Regions from separate parts of the Mus musculus genome. Here region 1 is linked to region 2. Evidence: chromatin contacts called from public HiChIP or PLAC-seq data. All regions are on one chromosome and are shown on one strand. Each heading gives the region's core, a stretch centred on a gene start, on an enhancer-like site or on the middle of the called end of the contact. The rest is flanking DNA. Distances are from core to core; before and after follow the strand shown.

Region 1 (6,526 bases), core at 2,439-4,938, 42 kb before region 2:
TGTCCGTCCCCGCCCCCTATCTAGTCTCACCCTTCTAGTCACGCCCCCAGGTCCAGTCCCTGGGTAGCTCCATCCCCGGACCCACCTTTAATTGACCCCGCCCCCCTGCCCCGTAGTGCAATCAGTCCCGCCCGGACTAGCCACTTTCCTGATTGTTCGGACGGGCTTCTTTACTAACCGCCACGCCTCCCCGCGGACCCAGCTTCTCAAGGCCCAGCCCCAGCACCTCCTGGTCCCCGGAGCTCCAGGAGATGCCGTTGTCCCCCGCCACACGCAGAAGCCCCGGCTCCTCCTGGGCGCCCGGGAGCCCCACACGGAAGGTCTCGGTGGTGGCCGCTGGATGTAGCCGCTCCAGGTCCAAAATATACTTGGCCATGAGCGCGTAGCGGTCGGCCTGGCAGGCGACCACACGGCGCAGCGCCAAGACCACGGTCCTGCGGATGCGCCTGCGTGTCACGAAGTTCTGGCCCTGGATCACATCGCGCAGGCTGGGCGGCAGACAGGCTTTGTAACTGTGGGGGGGGGGCACGCCGAGCTCTTAGGGTGGTGAGGGGGCCCGAAGGACACACGAGACAGACATAGGGGACCTTTCGGCAGGGGCAGGCTGACGGAGAGGGTGGCTGCACAAGTTGGGAAGGAGGTATGTGTTCCAGTAAGGGAAAACGATAGGGCCCTAGATCCGCAGCCAAAGAAGACCACGAAGGGGTGGCCCGAGGCCCTCACCTGACCGTCTTCAGCAGCTCTCCTGGGCGCTGGGCCTGCTCACGAGCCATCTGGGCCAAGTCCAGCACGGCCAGGCTCAGGAACTCTCCCTGCTCCTTCATGCTAAGGCCCACCGGGAGGCGCCCACTCACCAGGTCACTGCGGTGCTGGGTCAGCCACAGAAGGGTGGTTAGGTGAGGTTCCGTCCTGGGTGCTGGGATTTGTTACCTTGGGGTCCCCCATCCCTGGGTTGAGCCTTCCCCACCGAAGAATACCAACCTGAGCAAAGAGATGTTCTAAAACGTGTAAGTCAAGGATGGCACTGGTCAAATCTTTGCGCAGCCCAAAGCGGTGACATGTCTCCAGCCCAAACCAGTCAGGGAAATAAAAGCTGTGGGTTTCAGAATGGGGTGGCCCACTCAGCTCTGGCTTCCCAGAGCCCAAGTTGGGTCACTGAAGTGCAGTGTGGCCTACAGCAAACAGCCCAACCTCTCTGGTTTCAAGAGCCTCTACTATAGACTGAATAGAAATACTACCCTGAAGATAAATCAAGGGGTTCACTTCCTACCGTAGCCTGTAGACCAAGACTTGAGTGTCCACGTCCTCTATGCAGAAGATGTGGCTTGGGGGAAACCAGCAAGAGAAGTCCTCAGTGGCCAGAGCGAAAAGCGAATGATAAACAGGCAGGATGCCTGAAGGGATGGGCACATCAGTTCACCCAAGTCAACTACACGGGCTGATCCCATGATCCTCCCTTACCAAAATTCCACACCCCTCAAAACCCCAGCATCCCCTTTCTCAATAGATGTTGCTATTACATGGCATGGTCATCTAGGGACCCACTCACCACAGGCCTTGGCAGCTCGCACACATAAATCCTCAGCCAAGTAGTCCCCAAAAGAGAATGACAATCGCTGGGGAGGCCCAGGTCCCCGGGGAGGAAGGAGCACATGCAGGGCTCCTGCCTCTGAGGATGAGAGGCTGCAAGAGCGCTGAGGGATCAGAGGTGTCTCCTCACTTGGAGGTGCCATGAGTATAACCTGAAGAGGCATGGAAGGGGGTGTGACTGAAAGAGGGAAGAAGAGCCACATGCCCCCAAGTGACAGCCAAGCTGGGGACTAGGTGTCTTTGAGTCTGTGCATGTCTGCACCCCTGCAGACATCACCAATTGATCCACAGACCTCCACATCCTAGCATAGTCAGCCAAGCCAATATTCCAGGCAGGCAGGAGCAATTGACAGCAGATATAGAAACAGGTCTGAACAGGAAACAGGGGTGTACAGAAGGATGGGGACAGTTGTCTTATTCCCTACAGGTCTAAAGGTCACAGGACCATCTTGACTGGAACCAGAAGCTTCTGTGATGGGTGTCCTGTGCATAAATCTGTAGATATGCGCACAGGGACCTATGTTGTCTCCCAACCCTTTCTGGTCTCTCTTCAGCCCATTTAACCCCATGTCCAACATCTATTTTATGCTCCTCTTTGGTCCTCACAGTAGGGAGGTTCTCTGCAGTGGCCTGTGTGAAAATACACTTCCCACCCTTCAGAGCTGCTGAGGGCAAGGGGTGGGGCCTGGGCCTGAGAGAAAAGGCAGGAAACAGCCCTTCAGCTGCTCAGACCAGTCCTCAAGGCCAGGAAGAAGGCTCACAACCAAGTCCAAACAAAGCTGTGAAAAGGGTATGCTAACTGCATAAATTTGCCCTCTGGCCTCTTCATGTGCACCCCTCCCATGATAAGACAACAAAAGTAGGCATAGCAGCACACACTTTTGACCAGAAAACTCCAGAGGGGGAGGCAGAAGATTAGAAGGCCAAGGCCAAGAAGGGCAGTGGTGGCACACGTCTTTAATCCCAGCACTTGGGAGGCAGAGGCAGGTGGATTCTGAGTTGGAGGCCAGCCTGGTCTACAAAGTGAGTTCCAGGACAGCCAGGGCTACATAGAGAAACCCTGTCTCGAAAAAAGAAAGAGAGAGAGAGAGAAGTCCCAGGCCAGCGCATGAGACTGTATTTTAAAAAATAAAAAAATCTAGCTTGGCGGTGGTGGTGGTGCATGCCTTTAATCCCAGCACTCTGGAGTCAGAGGCATGTGAATCTCTGTGAGTTGGAAGCCAACCTGGGCTACAGAGTGAGTTCCAGGGCTACACAGAGAAACCCTGTCTCAAATCGAGAACTGAAGAAGTCATTAACCTATTACCAGAGGTGGTGGTACACAACTGTCATTATATGTTCAAGGTCAGACCCTGTCTCAAGAAACAAATTAGGGTGACCAACATGGCTTAGGGAGTAAAGACGCGCTTGCCACCTAGCCTGCTGGTCCCCAGGATCCACATGTTAGAAGGCGCGAACCCACTCCTCTGACCTCGGAACATGTGCAACGCACACACACGCAGAATAAAACAGATTAAAATGTTATAGAAGTGTACAAAAATAAAACCATCAACATTGTCTTCCCTGTTCTTTTGCTCCTGGGAAGGCTGCAGGAGGATTGCTATGAGTTTGGGGCTACATAGTGACTTCTAAGCCAGCAGGGCTACGGACGGAGAGCCATCCTCAAAATATAAGACATAAAACAACAAAGCGGACACGAATATTAAAGAAGTATGAGATTATACCAAATGGAAAGTTCAGGCCCTTTACTTCCCCACTCCTAGAACAGGGAGGGTGGGGTTGGGGAGCCCGCCGCGCATGCGCGCTGCTGAGCCGCCAATGCGGTGTCTAGGCAGCGCCCCGCTCCCGCTCCCGCGCCCGCACACCCGCGCCCTGAACCTGTGCCCCGCGCTCCTACCTGCAGCTGTGCCGAGGCAAAGGACAGCCGAGGCTGCGACAGGAAAGTCCCTGCTCCTTCCTGTGCGGCCCCTGAGCTTCCTGGCCGCCGTCATTTACGGAAAGTCAGGGCGCCCTGGGGGCGGGGCGGGGCGGGAAGCCCGGGGGAGACTAGAAACCTGTGCCGCAGGCCACCCTTCTGGGGTGGGAGCTGTGCAGAGACAGAAAGGCTGGGGTGCTGCTGGGGACCTGAGCTTACAGAGCACTCCCCGCCTCGGGCTCCTGTCTTTGCATGTCCTTGGAACAACCTGAGCCAGCCCGGGCAGGGACTTGCTGCGGCTAGAACACATTTCAGGCTTCAGTTTCCACTCCGCCTCCAACCTTTAACCTCCTAAAAGACACACTGCGTAATGTTTAAAAAAAAAAATTACGGGCGGAAAAAAACCAAACCTCTGGGCCTCCAGTCCTAATGAACTAAGAGGGGCCTTCTCCTGGGAAGCCCACCTGCTTGCTGGGCGTGCCCCCACTTCCTCTGAAAACCTCGCCTTTTATTCTGCTCAAAAGCTATGAGATGAGGCTTGCTAGAAGGCTGAGGAGTATACGCTATCGCCACACAAATCGACTTGAGTTCCATCACTGGAACCCACAGGTACAGCTTGGAGGATTCTGAAAAGAACTCCTAGGCCTCAGATGGTGATGGCAGGAGCCCGTTCTCCAGTCCTCCATCCCTGGCTATGCACCCTGGTGCCTCCGTTTACCCATCTGTTGCCAGTGGCAGTGTCTGCTGCATGGGGTAGAACTAAGAGTGATCCTGGGGGAGAGAACTGTGCAGCTGTGCTTCCCTAAAGCATGCCAAGTTCTGTTCTCAGATGCCCCTCCTGGTGGGTGCCTGGGACCCAGAGCATCCACAAGTCCTTTAACACCACACACAGCAGGTCAGGCCTCTGTCTGAGAGAGGATGACGTGAGGAAACAGATGCCAGGAATGGAAACGTGAAGAGATAGCAGGTGTGATGCAGACGATGAGGCAGAAGACTGGCAGAACAAACCAATATGTGCCACACAGCTCACTGGTGGAGCTCCTACCTAGAATCCCCCAGTGAGGGGCTGGGGACACGACTCAGGGGTGGAACATTTGCATAAGCACCAATACCTGAGATTTCATCCCAGTTGCCATGTAAAACAGCTGGATGGAGGTAGGAGTATGGCTGGGTTGTTACTGGCCACCAGCATAGCTCCTTCTCTGGCCCTACCCATGTAGGACACGAAGAAGACACCAACAGGCCATTGTAGCACATGTGTGACAATCCCACCACTCAGGAGGCCAAGGCAGGAGGATTGCTGCCAGTCTGAGCCAAGCCTGGTCCACATAGAAAGTTTCAGACCAGCTCAGACTATACAACTAAACCTTGTCTTACAAAATAAATTTTAAAAAAATTTTAAGAAAAGAAGAAAAAGGCAACTGTTGGGTTCTGTTACAAATAGTTCAAAGCACATGGAACATAGCAATATTTGTGAGAAGCAAGAAGCAGCAAAATAAGGGAATTAAATTTGGGGGGCAATAGGGAGCCTGCAGGGCCTGTCATCCTCCATTCTGTCCTGGAGTGGCCTCACCTCTGCCTTACTGCTGAAAGCTAATTAAAATTTTTTAAAAAGTGAAACGGGTACTCTTTTTTTTTTGGGGGGGGGGGTCGAGTCAGGGTTTCTCTGTATAGCCCTGGAACTCACTTTGTAGACCAGGCTGGCCTCGAACTCAGAAATCCACCTGTCTCTGCCTCCCAAATGCTGGGATTAAAGGCGTGCACCACCACACCCGGCGAAACAAGTACTCATAAGAATTGGAGCCCTTGGGCTGGAGAGATGGCTCAGTGGTTAAGAGCACCGACGGCTCTTCCGAAGGTCCTGAGTTCAAATCCCAGCAACCACATGGTGGCTCACAACCATCCATAATGAGACCTGATGCCCACTTCTGGTGCATCTGAAGACAGCTACAGTGTACTTAGATATAATAATAAGTAAATCTTTAAAAAAAAAAAAAAAGAATTGGAGCCCTTAGGATTCCCGAGTTTGTAGGTTTGGATTCAAAAACACAAAGTCATTTGTTATAATCCCTCTTTTGCAGATGGCAAAACTGAGGCACCAAGAGTTGGGAGATATGGGGGTGGAATATTGGGAATGGAACCTAGGACACTGTGCAATCCAGTCCCCCCAACACACATACACTGTGGTATCCTAGGCAGCGGTGTGTAGGGGTTGAGTAAGACTGTCCCCTATAGGCTCATCAGGAAGAGGCACCATTAGGAGGCATGGTCTTATTGGAGGAAGAGTCACTGGGGCTTTGTAGTTTCAAATGCTTAAACTAGGCTCAGAGTTTCTGTCTTCTTGCTGCCTGTCGATCCAGATGGAGAAATATCATGTCTGCCTGGGCACTTCCAGGTTTCCATGGTGATAGTGGGCTAAACCTCTGAAACTGTAAGACAGCCCCAACTAAATGTTTACTTTTGTAAGAGTTTCCTTGGTCAAGTTCTCTTCACAGCAATAGAAGACTAAGATAGGATAGGGTCTGCCCCTGAGTCATGTCCAGCCAGTCACAAAATATTCTGGGTAAGACCTGAATGAGGCTCCTGTCCCAAACACTCTGTGCTCTAGGAAACTTCTGCCTTGTTCTAGGACAGAGATAGCTGGAGGTCAACCTGGCCTTACATAGATTTTTGAGGCTTAACAGGAGGAGCCCAGTAGGTTGTATGGAGGACAGTGAGCATGGCAGTATTGAAAACAGGAGCCGGGCTGGAGAGATGGCTCAGCGGTTAAGAGCACCGACTGCTCTTCCGAAGGTCAGGAGTTCAAATCCCAGCAACCACATGGTGGCTCACAACCATCCGTAACAAGATCTGACTCCCTCTTCTGGAGTGTCTGAGGACAGCTACAGTGTACTTGCATATAATCAATAAATAAATCTTAAAAACAAAAAAAAAAAAAAGAAAACAGGAGCCAAGGACACTAAAGGAAGGAGCTCAGGCTGCGAGGAGCTGGCTCACAGGTGGGAGTGGAGGCTGCGCAGC
Region 2 (6,860 bases), core at 63-2,562:
TCTTCCAGTTGTGAGGTCATGGTGGGTATGACAGGGTGGGCAGTCTTCCCAGAGAACCGGGCTTCTCCTGCAACAAGGTGCCATGTGCCCCTGGATCTCACTGGAGCTCCTGATCCTGCTGTCCATGGGTCTCAAGCATTGCTTGAACCTTTGGACAGGAACCAAGTTGGCAGTTGGGTTTGGGTCACTCAGGATGGGGAACTATTTAGAAAACGCACACTCTCACCCGAGCTACCTGCTGTTTTCCACAGGGGACACAAATGATCTTCAATGCTGCCAAGGAGCTGGGCCAGCTGTCCAAACTTAAGGTGAGGGGGCAGAAGCTCTCAGGAGAAAGACTAGGAACAGATCAACAGGCAAAAATCCCTGCTCCCAGACCTGAATCCCACTTAAAATGTCCTTGAGTATAATGGATCAAGGATACAGATCACTTGATCCACAGCATGGAAAGCAAAGGCTCACAGTGTAAAAGCTTTGCCCACCTAACCTCTCCCTGCCATCCCCACAGGATCACATGGTGCGGGAAGAAGCCAAGAGCTTGACCCCGAAGCAGTGTGCTGTTGTTGAACTGGCCCTGGACACCATCAAGGTAAGGGAGGGGCTACAGAGGGTTTTAAGAGAGGGCATGAGAAAGTGGGATTTGAGGAATGCATAGGAATTTACAAAGTAAAGTATATGGGTAGCGAGCAGGGAGTAACTTTCCATCTGTGCATACAGTAAATACAGTGGTCCTGGGGCAGCTGTGGCCTGGTGAAGATGGGGAGGGTGAGAGGTGCTGGGAGCCATCTGAAGCCTCACTGTGTCCACCCTCAGCAATACTTCCACGCGGGGGGCGTTGGCCTCAAGAAGACCTTCCTGGAGAAGAGCCCGGACCTCCAGTCCCTGCGCTACGCCCTGTCGCTCTACACGCAAGCCACCGACCTGCTCATCAAAACCTTCGTGCAGACGCAGTCAGCGCAGGGTAAGGGAATCTGGTGCTTTCTTCCCGAGCCAACCAGAGTCTCCCCGCCCAGCCGCAGGCTCCTCCCCTGAATGACTGACAGAACTCCATGGGGGCGGGGCATCCGACATCTAGGCACCAAAGGTGATTCTTTCAAGACAAAGAAACAAGGGGTGATGGGCAGCCGTTGGAGGGAACCTCACTGACTCCAGAAGCCAGGATTTTAAAGCTTCCAGGGCAACGGAGTGACTGTCATTGAGGGGCGGGACCTGGTTGTCCGCTCTGGGGCAGGACTTCTATGGTACTCTTAGAATAAGAGAAAATTGACAGCTCTAGGTGAAATCTGATGTCATGGATTCAAAGCGTGGCTTCCTCCTTGGGGGCGGGGCCTCTGCGCTAAGTCAAAGATGTGGAATGATTGACAGGTCTAGGAGGTTCAAGGATCTGGCCCTGGGAGTTGTGGGGACCTGGGAGGTGCTGGGCCTCAGGTCTCCCCGATCCCTCTGTCTGTCTGTGTTGCTTCTGTCCCCGTCCCTCTGAGCTCTCTCCATGCAGCAGCTGAGGCCACAGGGCAGGGGTCCAAGGTCCTAGTATCTCTCTCTCTCTCTCTCTCTCTCTCTCTCGGGACCCCCGTTCAGAATTACCCCAAAGGTGCCATCTGGGCAGAGGTTGGTGACCTCAGGCTTTGTTCTTGTGGTGGAACGAGGGAGGTTGTTATCCATGGCCCCCAACCCCGCACAGCGGGTGGAGCCCAAGCCTCAGTTTCCTCTCCTGTTCTTGTTGCTTTTGGTGTCCCTAGTGTTCCCGGAGTGGGAGGCTGTCTGTCTGTCCGTCCGTCTGCACTGACGTTTCTTTCTCTCTCCCCTTCTCTCTCTCTCTTTCTCTCTCTCTCTCACTCTCTCATTCTCTCTTGCTCTCTCTCTTGCTCTCTTGTTCTTCCTGTCACTCGCTGCCCCCTTTCTGCGCCTCCCCCCCCCGCCCCCCCCCCCGCCACGTACACTCCTCCCTCCTCTCCTCCTCCCTCCCTGTCCATCCTGGTCAGTCCATGGTGGAAAAGGGACTAGGTTTACCCTTAGTGAAGACGTTTGTCCTGAGATGGGTACGTGCCTGCGCCGCCCGCCACCCGCACGCGGTGCCCGGTGCCTGCGCCCTTCCCCCTGCCCGGCTAGTAAGACCCCGGCCTTCCCGCACGGGGGCGCCATGTCCTCGCACATGGGGAAGGGCGGCTTGCTGGCTCCACCCAGGGAAGGAGTCCCCATCCCTTTCTCCCAAGACACACGCATCCCAGGCTGGGCCTGCGGCTTCCATTCCCAGAAAAGCACAAGAAAACTAAACAATGAAGTGTGCTCAGATCCTAAGTCAGCCATTCTGCAGCCAGCCTCCTCCCTGACTGTTCTGTCCCCTGGAAAACAGGGATAGTCAAGATGGACATTTCCAGGTGTGCCTGATGGCACAGGCCTGTGGTCCCTGTACTTGGGAAGCAGTGATAGGGGGATCACATGTTCCCACCAATCTTAGTCAAATACCCGCCCCCATCCAAAAAGAACTTGCATCCTGTCCAGTCTTCCCACAGGCACCTGAGGTTTCCTGTGGTTGAGGGTCAAGGCAGCCTCCTTCCCCTACAAGAGACTCTGGTTATGGTGGGAGGGTGGAGTGTGTGACAGCCCCTTCCTGGTGGAGCCAGCAAACCTGGGGTGGGGGCTGGCACCGCCCCCTCCTCACTTCTTACTAGCCTGGGCCTTGATCTGACCTTTTACACAACCCACCATGTCTAACTCCCCAGCACCCCACCTCTGGCCCGGACTGAGCTTGCTGAAGCATTGGCCTGGGGGGAGGGGGCTGAGCATGTGACTGGGGAGGTATCTGAGATGATATGGGTGACCACCTGAGGTGGACAGTGCTGGGGCCATGAGCGCAGGAGTCTCCTGGCCGCCCTGTTTCCTGATCCCCATCACTTCCTGTCCAGCACAGGTAACCTGGATGGACCTCTGATGATCATCTTGCCTTCCACATTCTCTTCCTTGCCATGCCCGTGCATGGGGTGCCCTGGGAGTGGAGAGCTGCCTGGGGCGGGGCGGGGCTGGGTGGGGTGGGGGGTATTGATGAGGTGCTGGTGGCCACAGCCTCACAGGCCCTGGGATGTGCATCTGAGTCACAGGTCTGGATGGTTAAAGCAGTAGTTTTTAAACTGACCCCTCATGAGTCCCCAGCATAACCAGCATGACACTTAATGGTGATTGGGAGGAGCCCTGCACATGGCTACCACACAGACAAATTAGTTGACTAGGAAACTAATATTAGGGGTTTGTTGACATCAGGAATGGCTGGATCCAGATTCCAATGCCATTGGTCAATTGGTATCCTTGGAGACCTTTGTGGCCAGATTACAATAAAAATTAGGAACTGAGTTTCTATTAGCCCAGCCTGGATCACATGACCATGCAGAGGGCAATCTGCTTCCCGGGCAGGAAATGCCCTATGTGGACTGTTGTAGCTCTCTAAGTCACCACAGCTTTTGAAGAGCTGCTCAGTGGGAACTGAAGTTTGCCAGTAGATCTGGAGTCAGGACAGGGGCGACAGAAGCTGTCATGTCAGAGGGCAGGGCATTCTGGGAGGCTTCAGAAGGCTGGGAAGGAGCCTGTGGGTGGGGCACTGGACTCTAAGGGCCTCTTGGGAGGGAGCCTGCAAGAAGACACAAGTGCTTCCTTGGAGCCTGAGATGGGAGCCACGGGAGGCTCTTGAGCAGAGGAGGGATGGGCTAGGCCAGGCCGTTTTTACTGTTGTATTGGTGGCCGAGAGGGAGGAGAGCCGACCCTGGGAAGCTACTAGCCAGGGTGTCAGGGTGGGAGCTGGGCCAGGTCTGTGCAGGACATGAGCAGATTCCAGATACATTTTGAAGGCAACATAGTCAGGACTTTTCTGGGTCCCACCACCTCGGGCTAGTGTGAGGACAGGGAATTGGGTGGACAGAGGCGAGAGGGAGAAAAGCTGTGGAAGAGTCGGCAGCACTGACAGCCAGAGAGAATCATTGAAGCAGGCTCAGGAGGCGGGAGAGAGAGCCCAGGAGAAAATGAGGCAGATGCACTCGGCTCAGGGAGGTTAAGAGATTTTTGCCTCGGACCGGGCGTGGTGGCGCACACCTTTAATCCCAGCACTCGGGAGGCAGAGGCAGGCGGATTTCTGAGTTCGAGGCCAGCCTGGTCTACAGGGTGAGTTCCAGGACAGCCAGGGCTATACAGAGAAATCCTGTCTCGAAAAACAAACAAACAAACAAACAAACAAAAAAAGAGATTTTTGCCTCAAGTCACACATCAAAGCAGCGAAACCCCACAACTTAGGACTCTTGGCTTCCTAGTGGCACCTGCCATCCCTCCCCTCAGTGCTTCGGTGACCTGTGGCTGCCAGCACAGGGTGGGGGAGGTGACTGAGGGTGCTCCTGGTGGGTGGGGAAGAGCCTAGTTCACATCAGGCATCTTCCCTGTCCCACCCAGGCTCTGGTGTGGAGGACCCTGTAGGTGAAGTGTCCGTCCACGTGGAGCTGTTCACACATCCAGGAACTGGGGAACAGAAGGTCACAGTGAAGGGTGAGTTGGCCCGATGAGGGAAGGAACCAAGTTCAGACTCACTGAAGGTCAAGGGCAGGGAATTGATTTCTTTGGTGGTTTAGAAAATGGAAAAATCCTGAGCTAAATCCTTGTCAGGCTTGGCTGCATCCGGGAATTCCAACAGGACCCCAAGCCTTAGTCCCTCTTCCCCCGTCTCCTGTCAGAGAGGCTTGCTGGAGTCTCTTTCTGACCTGAAAAACCAGAGAGTGGTTTTGTCACACGAGGAACATCACTAGACTTCCCCTCTACCCCAACAGTGGTGGCCGCCAATGACCTCAAGTGGCAGACTTCTGGCATCTTCCGCCCGTTCATCGAGGTCAACATCGTTGGACCTCAGCTTAGCGACAAGAAACGCAAGTTCGCCACCAAATCCAAAAACAACAGCTGGGCGCCCAAGTATAACGAGAGCTTCCAGTTGTGAGTCGGGTGGGGACACCCTCAGATGAACCTCGGGACCAGTGGGTGCCACTGGTGCCCAGGGGTGGTGGGCACAGCCATTGCCAAGGTGCAAAGGGGGACTTTCGGGTCACCGTCCCGTTCTCAGATAGGCAGGTCCCTGGGGAGGTGATATGCTTGGGGTAGGAGTAGGAGGGAAGAGAAGATGGGCGAGAGGATCCTGGGCGCGGGAGTGAGGTCACAGAGGTCAGGGCCTAAGAACAACTGGCCTGCTCCGGCCAATAGCTTTGTCATTTAGAGTAGTTGGCTCGAGTGTGGTGCAGGGTAGGGATGGCCGCCATACGCGGCAGAGGTGGGTACTGGGGAGATGGGATGATAGTCGGGGGCTACAGGAGGCTGACTGGCGTGGCCCGATCCCAGGAAACTGAGCAGAAGGCAGGGTGCAGCAGGGCCGGGAATGGGGCGTGGCCAGAATGGGTGGAAGGAGTGGGCGTGGCCGGAGCCCAAACTCAAGCTGCTGCGCCTTAAGGATCTCAGCTGCGCTGTGGGGTTCACTTAGTCGCCTGCCCTACGGGATGCGCTGGGCAGATCGGGTCTGGGCTGTGGGTTTCCTAGTGGGCGTGGCCTAGTTGGAGGGCTTTTTCTGGGCGCAACCTGGGTAGCGTGGAAGGGGTTCTCTAGCCAACTTTCTAGGAGTACGAACTACTAACGTATGTGGCGGTGTGGTGTGAACCGCTCGCTGGTAGCTCCCCTGCGTGACGGCGGGTGACTGGGCTCACGGTGGCCTCTCGCTGAGCCGGTCCTTGCCCACAGCTCCCTGAGCGCCGACGCGGGCCCCGAGTGCTACGAGCTGCAGGTGTGCGTGAAGGACTACTGCTTTGCGCGCGAAGACCGCACGGTGGGGCTGGCGGTGCTGCAACTGCGAGAGCTGGCCCAGCGCGGGAGCGCCGCGTGCTGGCTTCCACTCGGCCGCCGCATCCACATGGACGACACGGGGCTCACAGTGCTGCGCATCCTGTCGCAGCGCAGCAACGATGAGGTGGCCAAGGAATTCGTCAAGCTCAAGTCGGACACGCGCTCAGCCGAGGAGGGCGGTGCCGCGCCTGCGCCCTAGCGCGCGTTTCGGTGGCGGGGCGGGGCCTGGGAACGGATGAGACCCCGCCTTCCGTAGGCCACCGTCTCTCCAGAGGCCACGCCCCTGCACCTCAGTGGCCTTGGCTGGTGAGGCCCTGCCTCCTGCCCCTGGAAAAGCCATAGAGGGTCCGGTGCCCTGGGCATGGGCTGGGCAGGCCTGCCTGGGAGGCCGGGTCGTAGCCTCTGGTGTCTGTGCAAAATACAGTGTGGGATGGGCTCTCAAAAGCACACGCGCCCTCGGCGCACACCTGGGGCTGAGGGCGCCTCTCTCCGCGGACCCCGCCCTCAGCAGCGGGCCCATTGGCAGCTGGCGACACCCTGCTCGTGCCACACACGGTGGGCTGAGCTCCGACGAAAGGCTCAGCCCCCATCGCTGCTAAATACCCGATTTAGAATCTCCCTGATTCTTCCCCGAGGGCCCCACAGGCCAGGCGCCCCCTCCCCCCAATTGAACCGGTTGCCAAACAAGTTTCTGTCCTTGCCCTTCCTTCTGGGACTTTAGTCGGAACCGGCCTAGTCAAGAAGGGGGGGGGTGTCCCAGAGCCAAGGGCCCCCATCCCATCTTTTCTCCAAATCCAGTCAGGAAATAAGAGATCAGAAACTAGGTAGGAGGGAGAAAGCGAGAATATGAACGTGCATTTCTGAGTGTCCTGTGCTTGTGATAAAGGGATGACCCTTTTCTAATTGGCTTTGAACCACAGCATGTCCCCTGAATGTCACGTGCAGTGACAGGGTAGAATTCAGGCTCTTACATAGGATCCAAGTTTCATCCATGGACAGGGAGT

Evidence for each region. HiChIP or PLAC-seq counts read pairs in DNA pulled down with a chosen protein or histone mark.
Region 1: an H3K4me3 HiChIP or PLAC-seq map of the 230-238 cell line shows a contact between it and region 2, with 27 read pairs. The contact joins the promoter of Jak3 here to the enhancer-like site in region 2. A contact is called at or near these places in 7 of 39 promoter capture datasets (embryonic stem cells, hematopoietic stem and progenitor cells, hippocampal neurons and 3 more), 5 of 15 datasets of contacts at CTCF or cohesin (CD8 T cells, embryonic stem cells and pro-B cells), 45 of 484 Hi-C or Micro-C datasets (the 63-12 cell line, B cells, the Ba/F3 cell line and 30 more), 13 of 115 datasets of contacts at active chromatin or transcription factors (the 230-238 cell line, the HPC-7 cell line, Th17 cells and 4 more) and 4 of 9 other capture datasets (adipose tissue, embryonic stem cells, liver and 1 more).

Annotation. Positions count from the first base shown.
Region 1 is chr8:71,673,545-71,680,070 of GRCm38.p6, reverse strand. It overlaps Jak3 (Janus kinase 3), which reads right to left and starts at 3,688. Exons shown (of 25, transcript NM_010589.6): 1 at 3,488-3,688; 2 at 1,550-1,742; 3 at 1,271-1,394; 4 at 982-1,093; 5 at 724-869; 6 at 227-512. The coding sequence starts at 1,733.
Region 2 is chr8:71,628,618-71,635,477 of GRCm38.p6, reverse strand. It overlaps Unc13a (unc-13 homolog A), which reads left to right. Exons shown (of 44, transcript NM_001029873.2): 39 at 252-308; 40 at 509-589; 41 at 814-961; 42 at 4,432-4,524; 43 at 4,803-4,962; 44 at 5,755-6,860. The coding sequence ends at 6,055. It overlaps Gm39195 (a long non-coding RNA gene), which reads right to left and starts at 5,959. Exons shown (of 2, transcript XR_870506.3): 1 at 5,652-5,959; 2 at 4,216-4,736. Mir6769b (microRNA 6769b) reads left to right here and starts at 4,372; the gene lies at 4,372-4,431. Within about 2 kb of position 1,312, at least 71 of the 459 cell types and tissues checked have an H3K27ac peak or open chromatin away from gene starts, as enhancers often do. A contact at or near this core is called in the 230-238 cell line, CD8 T cells, Th17 cells and 5 more, where this site is marked.